2 separate regions of the Sus scrofa genome follow, and region 1 is linked to region 2. A link is a contact called in public promoter capture Hi-C data. All regions are on one chromosome and are shown on one strand. The core of a region is the stretch at or near the end of the contact, and the rest is flanking DNA. Distances in the headings are between cores, read along the strand shown.

Region 1 (4,514 bases), core at 869-3,368, 1.2 Mb after region 2:
TTGTAAAACATAAATAAATGGAAATGTGTTGTAAAACGTATAAAATAATGTAAATACAAAAGACTTTGACTAGCCAAGGCAATTTTGAAGGAAAAGTTACAGGGCTCCAAGACTATAGGAGTTCCTGGTGTGGCTTAGTGGGTTAAGAACCTGACATAGTATTCAAAAGGATGCAGGTTTGATCCCTGACCTCGCTCAGTGGGTTAAGGATTCAGCGTTGCCTTAAGTTGCTGCACAGGTGCAGCTCAGATCTGGTGTTGGTGTTGCCATTTCCATGGCGTTAAGCTGCAGCTCTTTTTTGAACTCTAGCCTGGGAACTTTCATATGCTACAGGTGCGGCCAAAAAAGCAAAAAAAAAAAAAAAAAGGCTCATAAAGTTAATCAATTAATGGTGTGGTACCAGTTTAGACCAAGGGAATGAGAACCTGGAAACAGACCCACATATGTGTGATCAACTACTTTATAACAAAAGTGCCATAATTATTTAGTGGGGGGAATGGCAAATAAATCTTTTCAGTATGTAGGGCTGGGATATCCATTTAGGGGGAAAAGGAACCTTAATCCCAACCTCATACATTTTATAAAAATTAATAGACCTGGACATGAAAAGTATGATAGTAAAGCATCTAGAAGAAAACACAGGTGACTCTGTTCATGGCTTTTGAGTAGGCAAAGCCTTATACTAGATGCAAAAAGAACTGATCACAAAAGGAAAGCTCAAGAGTTCTGGTGGTGGCTCAGCGGTAAGGATCCTGACTAGTATTAATGAGGATGCGAGTTTGATCCCTGGCCTCACTCAGTGGGTTAAGGATCCAGCATCTCGTGAACTGTGGTGTAGGTCGCAGATGCAGCTCAGATCTGGCATTGCTGCGGCTGTGGCATAGGCCGGCAGCTGCAGCTCTGATAACCCCTAGCCTGGAAATTTCCATATACCCTAAAAAGAAGCAAAACAAAAGGAAAGATCAGCAAACCCAGTTTTTTCTTAGTTATTTCTGCAATTCTTACCATCCCCTCCATCCCTATTGTTACAGACCTATTTATAAGAGTCACTTTGGCTTGTAATACAGCAGTTGTCTTCCAACTGTTCTTTTTTCTTTCTTTCCTTTTTTTTTTTCTTTTTAGGACTGCACCCTTGGCATATGGAAGTTCCCAGGCCAGGGGTCAAATCAATCGGAGCTATAGCAGCCAGCCTACACCACAGCTCACCGCAAAGCTGTTTCCTTATCTGAGTGAGGCCAGGGGCTGAATCAGTATCTTCATGGATCCTAGTTGGATCCGTTTCTGCTGCACCACAACAGGAACTCCCCAATGACTGTTCTTTTCCTTTATTCTTTGATAGCACAGATAATAAACATTTAAAATGTAAATTTCACTAGTACAGCCTTCTTTTGAGTAAAAATCTTATAATGGGTTAGGATCCTTCAGAGAAGCTCATCCCAACTTCTCAACGGACCACAACTAGTCCTTTATGACCTGGCACATAACCTACCTCCCTGCCCTCTCTGCTTCTAGCCTGAATTTTGGCTCTATCAATTTTAGAGTTCACATTATCACTTGCTAGCATTCATCCTATTCCGTCTGAATTGCTTTTTTCATTTCCTTCACTGATTCGTCTTTCCAAACTGAAGCTCGAGTACAAAGTGTTTGAGGATTCCATCCCTAGACCTTATGGGCGGCTAAAAGCCCCTTGTTACCACATCACTGACTACTGTCTTTCTTTCCTTTTAGCACTTAGAACTAAATTGACTTAAGTTTCTGGGGGGCATTACCACCACTGAATCCCAGGACTTAGTTTAGATTTTGGATGTAGTAGACACTCAACTTCAGTTATTCCTTCATCTCTACTGAGGAACCAACCATTCACTCCCACTCCCTCTTGCTCCCGGACTCCGGTCCGTGGAACCTGCTGGAAGTTTCGTCTATCTAAACTGCATGGGTCAAAAGTGGGAGGGGGCCTGTCCGACTAGGTGTAAAGTAACACCAAGACAACTTGAGGGTCCATTTCTCCTTTCAATGCCTTCGGATGGAGTACGTTTTTCTTCTTAGTCTGGGAAGCCAACGAGGAAGACAACCTTAGGTCTGCGGAGTCCTGGGGCCCATGGAACAGTCCACCCGCCCCGGAACCAAAAGGCTTCCTCTGCTCTACCCTCCGCAGAGGCAGAACGACTTCCGGAAAGTCCGCGGCCTTCAGGGTTCCCAGCGCCAAGATGCCGGCACCCACCAATGCGCCGCGCCATCCGGAACTCGCTCCCGGAAAAGAACACGTAGCGCGGGATGACGTCACGGGTCACAAAGGGCTCGGTTGCTTCCAAGAGCCATGATGAGCGCTGTAGGGAAAAACGGAGCTCGATGTGCTTTGTGTTATTAACAGACATATAAACTCCCCCAAAGTCCACACGTTCCCGAAGGAGAACAGTATGGTACAAAACTCCTTTCAAGCTAGCGCTCCGGAGGCTCCACGGGACTGTGGGCGCGCAGCGGGACGGAGGGCTAGCGTGAACCACCGCGGCCTCCGTAACCGAGGCTGCAGGGGGCGGAGCCTGCGGGGCTGGTCTCCGGCCAGGGGGCGGGCCGGGAGAGTCGGTCCTCCACGGTCCCAGCCCACCCCGCGCCCGCGCTTCGCCTCCCCTCCCCCCCCCCCCCCCCGCGGCACGCTGCGTGGCTGCTCGTTGGCTCCTTAGGACGGAAGCTCGGTTGGTGTTTCTCCAGAAGTTTCCCCCTTGGGCGGCGGCGGACTGGTAACCTCGGTAGGAGCGGCTCCAGCAGCGGTAACAGTGACCAGTAGGGATGGCGGCGGCTGCAGCGGGACCTGCAACGGCCCAAAGGTGCGTGTTTTACCTTTTCTTTGCTATTTATTAGTACCCAGCATCCTCTGTTTTCCTTGGTTAGTGCGCCCTGCTGAAGTCGTTGTTTTCCTGGCAGGTTTTTCCGGAGCTTCTCAGATGCTCTGATCGAAGAGGACCCCCAGGCGGCGTTAGAGGTGAGCGAGCTGGTCCAGCTTCCTTCACTTTGCTGTGGGCAACGGGGGGGCCGCGTTGGGTTCTGGCCCACCCCGCCTCTTCGCAGCACTGTTTTCCCGGGGCCGGGGCTGCTGCTTGTCTTGTGTCTCAGTCTTGATATTGAAAACCCCCGCCTCTTTTCTCTGTCCATCAGCGGCCCAGTCACTCCAGATCCCAGTTCTTGCTACCTCCCTCTCCTAGACGGTTCCTGCATCCTCGGAGCGTCTCAGTAAAACCTGCCTTCTTTCTTGGGAATGTGGTTGACTTTCATAGTTGGCCTGAAAGGGCCTGGTTTTTTTTGTTTGTTTTTAATGGCATTAGGGACAAAAAGGAAATTTTAGGCTTGATATTTGTTAACTCGGCTTTTCGCTTGACTAAGTCATCCTTGCCATTTTAATGTACCAGGCTCTGTGCTAAGTGCCTGTATGAACTCGCTACTGGAACAAAAACCTTTCCTGTGTGTGCCTGAAAATTTCCAGATGTCCTGTCACTGTTCATTATTCACTCATTTGCTTCTTCCTCAAAACAATTTCTTGGGGTTTTTGTTGTGTGCAAGGAACTGATTGCTGTGGGTTAAAGTCTTAGTTCGATGTTTAACTGACTTGGTGGGCATTCTGTGTGCAATGAAAGGCTATAAAGGTGTAAAGGAAAGCAAAAAACAAGAGTGAAGTCATGATTGAAACTAATAAAGGGAGCCCACATTAAGAATACGTGATGCAGTGGGTCCCAAAGTTTAGCCAGGTGTCTCTTGCTTGGAAGCTCAAGAGGGAACCTTGGTTCGCAGTTGTGATCCACCACATGGAAGGTGAGCAGTTTGAGGCAGGAAAACCTTTTCCTCACCGTGACTTCTAAAAGAAATCTGCCACATGGTTGGTTGAGGAGGTGACATCTGAGCTGAGGCCTGAGGGAGTGAGCTTGGAAGCTCTGGAGAAAGATGATTTCAGGCAGGAAGAGGAGCCGGTTTCAAGATCCTGAGGTAGGCGTGAAGTTGGCCTGCACAAGGAGCAGCAGGAAGGCCATTTAGTTGGAGGGGGATGAAAGAGAAGTAAGAGATGAGGTGGGGAGGAAATGAAGGCCTAGGTCCTGTGGGGCCTTTTAGGTTGGAGTATGTTTTTTGGGTCTGGATATGAAGACCTTCAGAGTGGCTGATGACTCTGTTGTGCTGTGATGTTTCCTAGTGATGCTTCTGGGATCCGTGTCAGAGTCAGGTTACTAGAGACACAGAACTTTGTCCACAATTCCTAATGTCGGCCGGATAGCTCTTCATGTTCTGAATCTACGTTTGGTATGGTCCTCTTAGGCGCCATGCCTCCTTTGGAAATCCAGTTTGTATAATAATAGCTCCTAAAGGATATGAATGTAGTGAGTTCGTTGTCCCCTTATATTTGATTTATTTTACTTTTAGAATTACTTATGGATGTGTGATAGGTAATACAGTTCTTAAATCTGCCACTCATGAGCTTGAAGTCTTACGTGTATATACTGCTCAGATCAAGGTACAGAATACTTAACATC
Region 2 (5,042 bases), core at 814-3,313:
ACTTTTCCAACAGTTAAGTTCCTGGAATCTTTAAAAAACATTTTTATTTAAAAAAAGACAAAAAACAAAAACACCTTAAATGTATGATCCTTCTTCCAGCCTCAAAAGGCAAAGGAAGATTTCTTCAGCTTCAAGACTTATCCCAGGAGTTCAGAAGCGAGAGAATTTCTCACTGAGGTTCAGAGACTCCGGCAGGTCCCCTATTCTCAACAACTGGGAAATATCATTAGCCTAGAAGTAAACCACTAGGCCCTTATTAATAGTGCAGCTACGTGGGTACAAGACACGAATCACTGGTTACTAGTTCAGCTTGGGAATCCATGTTTGGACTGTCTTACATTCTCTGATCTCTCAAACTGCTGTTACAGCTACAACTCAAAGTGAAATTCACTATCTACACTTGGGTCAAGTCTGCCAGAAGGACCATAACAAAGTCTGAATAATCAGTACTACTTGAAAAACATAACGTGTGTTTGAAAAGATTCATTTCATGGCACTATTTTAACTGACACTGATTGTGCAAGGAACTGTGCTGCCATTTCTCGTAAATCATAAGATATTAAAATCATCTCTGCATGGCTGAGTACCCTATTCCTGTGTGCATTTTCTGACTATTCCCAGATATATCAAAAATAGTATCATTCAATATAACATCCCTAACAAGAAGCTAAGAAAAGCTTACAAGTTTTGCAAGGAACTGAGTAATTACAAAGCTGAAATGAGAACCAGAATTTTTAATTCCAGTCTGCACTAAGGCCATTAGATATGTGTTTCAGCAGTATTTCTCACCCTGAAATTTCCTTAGCATCTTAAGTTAAACCACCTCCAGTTTAATAAGGTTTTAGAGGAGAGGGTAAACAGGACTGTCACCATGTCACATCACGGAGATTTAGATTGTACTGCCATTGTCATTTTGCCAATGCTTTTAATTCTTTGGTCACATCCACATTTTTTTTTAATAAAGCAGGTTAGGTGCCTGGGATACAAGAATATACCAAATCCATTAGGAATATGGATGGCCAGTATTTAAGCCATCAAACAGCCAAGGAGAAAATTTGACAGCAAATCCAAGTATCAACACTCCAAGGAGCTGCTTGCGCTTTCCGCTCCCGTCACAAGATTTGGGTTGTGCCTGTTTCTAGGGCTCAAGGGTTCTGACAGTGAAGGATGCTGTTCGGGGACAAAGTGCAACGTCCTCCTCCTGCATATGCCCCCGTGCGCGCACCACGAACACAAACTAAGCACACGCACCAGCACGCACCGGCGGGACCCGGCTCTGCAGACCACCCTGGGGATAGAAACTGAGCTTGTCATTCAAGAGGGCTGAAGCTTCGCCGCCACACTCGGGCCCCAGGAAGACCCCCCCAACCTCGAGCCTGAGGACACCCCCCCCCCCGCCCCCGCCCCGGTGCCTATGGCTTCCTCCCTCCGCTTTGCTCTTCCCGCCCTCCTCCCACCACCCTGCGAAAGCGTAGCTCTGGGCAGCCCCCAAGTCAGACCAGGGACTGCGGGCAGCGGAGGAGCTGCAGAGCCCGAGTCGGGCCGCTCCATCCACAGCGGCCCCACACCCCGCCGCCACCCCAGCCAACGGCGCCGCTCACGTCGCGGGCGGATCCGCGCCCGGCTCACCTGGGGGCCGCAGCCTCCGCAGCTCACAGGCATGTCAGCGGCCCGCAACGACCAGCCGCGCGAGCTGCCGAGCAGGCGGGCGCCCCCTCCCGCAGCGGCCCCCAGCCCTCCCCCCTCCCGCCCCGCGGCCCGCCCCCGCCTGCCCACCCCCAGCTTCCGCCGCCGCCGCCGCAGCTCCAGCCCGCAACACCTCCTAGTCCTCACGCCTCCCACTCACTCTCGCGAGAGGGTGGCACACTTCTCGCGAGAAGAACTCCGCGACCGAGCCCGCGCAAAAGTGGGTGGGCTTTGAAAGAAGGAAAGAAGCAACAGGAAAAACCTTCCACGTGCTCCGGGGCAGCTAGCGGAACGGCCCCGCGAGTCACGTGACCGCGTCCAGCGGCCTCGCCATTGGTCAGAATCCGCTCGGCTAGGGGAGCTTTAAACTCGAGGCTGACCTACGAACCTGCGGCGGACGTCTTGCGCGCTTCCTGGCCCGTTACCTTGGCAACTGTTTAACCCTTTCCTCTGGCAAAATAGCCAAGTCTTGGCTTGCCCAGCAGTTTTGGTTTGAGGCTCTGATTCCTTTCCTTCGACCCCTGGGTCTTACCGCCTAGGGTCAGCTGGGCTCCTTCTTCTCCCCAGACTAGTTTTGCTTTCTTCTAATTCACGGGGTTCTTCTCATTCCGGCAGCCACCAGATCTGACGGCCCAAGAAAGGCGCATCTTTGGGTGGCTCCGCCCCTTCTCCCCAGCATCTCTAGGGAGGACCACTCACAGCACACCAGGCCTACAGCCCTTTCCTAACCTCAACAATTAGCATCAAGAGATTTCCGGGCCCTAGTGCTCACCCTGATGTCGTTACGTGATTTCAGAATCGGAGTGTAAAGCACTGGTCACAGAAAAACCAAGACCTAGATGAAAAGCTAGTATGTAAAATCACGGTAGAATCGGAAGGGCTAGTCCTCCGAAGTTGCAGTCTCCTCGAAGACATCTATTCCTCAAGGGTGGAAATACCTGAAAGATGAGAAAGACATTTTTAAGTGTATCCTCATGATGAGTTTTGCCCTGGTTGGGATAGACGGGCAGGGAAGAAAGGGTACAGTCATCTGTTCATTTCTTCATTTAACAAATTTTTGTTGAGAGCCTACATATATTGGGTATTATTCCAGGCACTCAGTTGAGCAGCCTCGAAGACAGATAAATTGAGGTTCTAGGGAGTTTATGGCGGGGAGGGGAGAGAAATAATCTGTTGGTTCCTCTATGCAGAGGAAACAGAGTGAATAACGTGCTGGCAATTGTTTTGACAAGGAGAGATATAAGCAGGGGTTTCATGACAGGCGTGCAAATATCAGAGGGAAGAGCATTCCAGGCAAAGGAAACTGCTAATTCAAAGGTCCTAAATTGGGTTTGAGGGGGGAGGTATGAGAAAGTAAGAGGAAATAAGCTCAGAGAAGTAAACAAGAATGGGTTACATCCTGGAGGGTTTTGTAACCAATAAAGGAATTAGGAGTTTATTCTGAGTGCGATGAAAAGTACTGGAGAGTTGTTTGTTTTGTTTGTTGTCTTTTTGTCTTTCTATGAAGAGTTTTAAATAGGGGTGAGATACTATGGTTTAAATTTTTTTTTTTTTAAGCTCTTCCCTGCAGAGAATGGATCTTAAGGAGACCACAGGGGAAGCAGGGAGTTTAGGAGACTTGTAATCTGTATAAGAGAGAATCTTGAAAATTTAATTTCCAGAGTTCCCGTTGTGGCTCAGCGGAAACAAATATGACTACGAACCATGAGGGTGAGGGTTCAATCCCTGGCCTCGCACAGTGGGTAAGGATCCAGCTGCAGCGGACATGGCTCGGATCTGGCGTTGCTGTGGCTGTGGTGTAGGCCAGTGGCTACAGCTCCGATTAGACCCCTAGCCTGGGAACCTCCATATGCCACAGGTGTGGCCCTAAAAAGACAAAAAAAGAAAAATTTAATTTCCAATGAACTTAATATTCCTATTCTTAAAATCCCTTAGCTTCGAGTCCTGGTTCTGTTTGCTGCCGTTTGTTAAAAACATCTTCATTTACTGCTGTTTAAGTATTATAGGAGAAATAAATGGGAAATTTTGTCACATGGGAGAATGAAGGACCCAAAGGGAAAGTCACCTTTGATATTGTTTTCCTCCCTTTACCACATCCAGATAACCACCTCTTCGGTCCAAAAGTCAGTTCTCAGAAAAACCAACATCAAATGATACTCAATGCAGATATTTATTCCTAATTTAAGTTTGGAAAAATAAGAGGTTGAGGGCTAAAAAAGGAAGATGTTTCACGAAAAGAAATAGAAATCGGAGACCTGCGTTCCAACTGAAGAACTCATTAGCTGATGACTCAACCAAATCAAGGTACCTTATCGTCCTTGAGTGTCAGCTTCCTCATACATAAAACAAGGCAATTGGACTAGCCTACATGCTGAGCAGTTAAGCCTGAATTACACTTTGGCATGCATACACCAGCAAGAGGGAAGCTGGAAAGGGAAATGAAATGAATTTTTATAAAAACCTAACAGAGTCAGCTGCACAAGCCAAACGAAATTGGAAGCATGTGTCACACACACACACACACACACACACACACACTCACACCCCACATGAGGAACTAGGCAGCCGATTAATGCAGATACAAGGAATGCCTCCCTGAGAAACCCTGGCCTTCTCAGAGTGTGAAAACGGAAGCATTGCCACCTGCTCAATCTCATATTCCCTTTCTCTGTAGCTATTTTGAACCTGCGTAGTATTTAATAAATAATGATTCACATGTTCCTAACCAAGAGTTCAGAAATAGAAAATAAATGTTTAAAAGATCCAGGGCATTGATCTTAACAAAAATAAGATTTCAAGAACCATCATAGGGTTACTCCTTGAAAGGAAAAAATGCTGAAGGAGACAAAGGTATTCTTTTAACAAATTAAGACCATCCTTTTCAAATGCTGAAAGACAGAGGTCCTGCCATGGCTCAGCAGTTAACGAACCTGACTAGTATCCATGAGGACTCTGGTTCGTCCCTGGCCTCACTCAGTGGGTTAAGGATCCAGAGTTGCCATGAGCTGTGGTGTAGGTGGCAGACACAGCTCGGATCCCCCATGGCTGTGGTGTAGGTGGGCAGCTACAGCTCCTATTGGACCCCTGGGAACCTTATATGCTGCGGGGGCCGCCCTAAAAAGCAAAAATACAATGCTGAAAGAATCGGGTACTCTTTTGAGTACTGTTTGCAATCATTACAATGATTAACTGAAACAGCTGCTGGTACTACTAATTTAGATGAACAATGGGCTCGACCATCCTAAGATGCATTAATGCAGCCATAAATCCTCCCAACTCACCCTGGTAAGACAGTCATTGTGGTCTCTCTTGCCAGCTACAATTAGATCGAGTCCAACACATACAAAGTGGGAAGA

The links. Promoter capture Hi-C pulls out the DNA fragments that hold promoters and counts their contacts.
Region 1: a contact with region 2 is called in a promoter capture Hi-C map of liver, with 4 times the contacts expected there. The contact joins the promoter of SUGT1 here to the promoter of AKAP11 in region 2. A contact is called at or near these places in 1 of 5 promoter capture datasets (liver) and 1 of 2 datasets of contacts at active chromatin or transcription factors (skeletal muscle).

What each region holds. Positions count from the first base shown.
Region 1 is chr11:25,903,324-25,907,837 of Sscrofa11.1, forward strand. It overlaps SUGT1 (protein SGT1 homolog), which reads left to right and starts at 2,119. Exons shown (of 13, transcript XM_005668449.3): 1 at 2,119-2,825; 2 at 2,923-2,980. The coding sequence starts at 2,788.
Region 2 is chr11:24,750,347-24,755,388 of Sscrofa11.1, forward strand. AKAP11 (A-kinase anchor protein 11) reads right to left here and starts at 2,064. Exons shown (of 13, transcript XM_021065623.1): 1 at 1,847-2,064.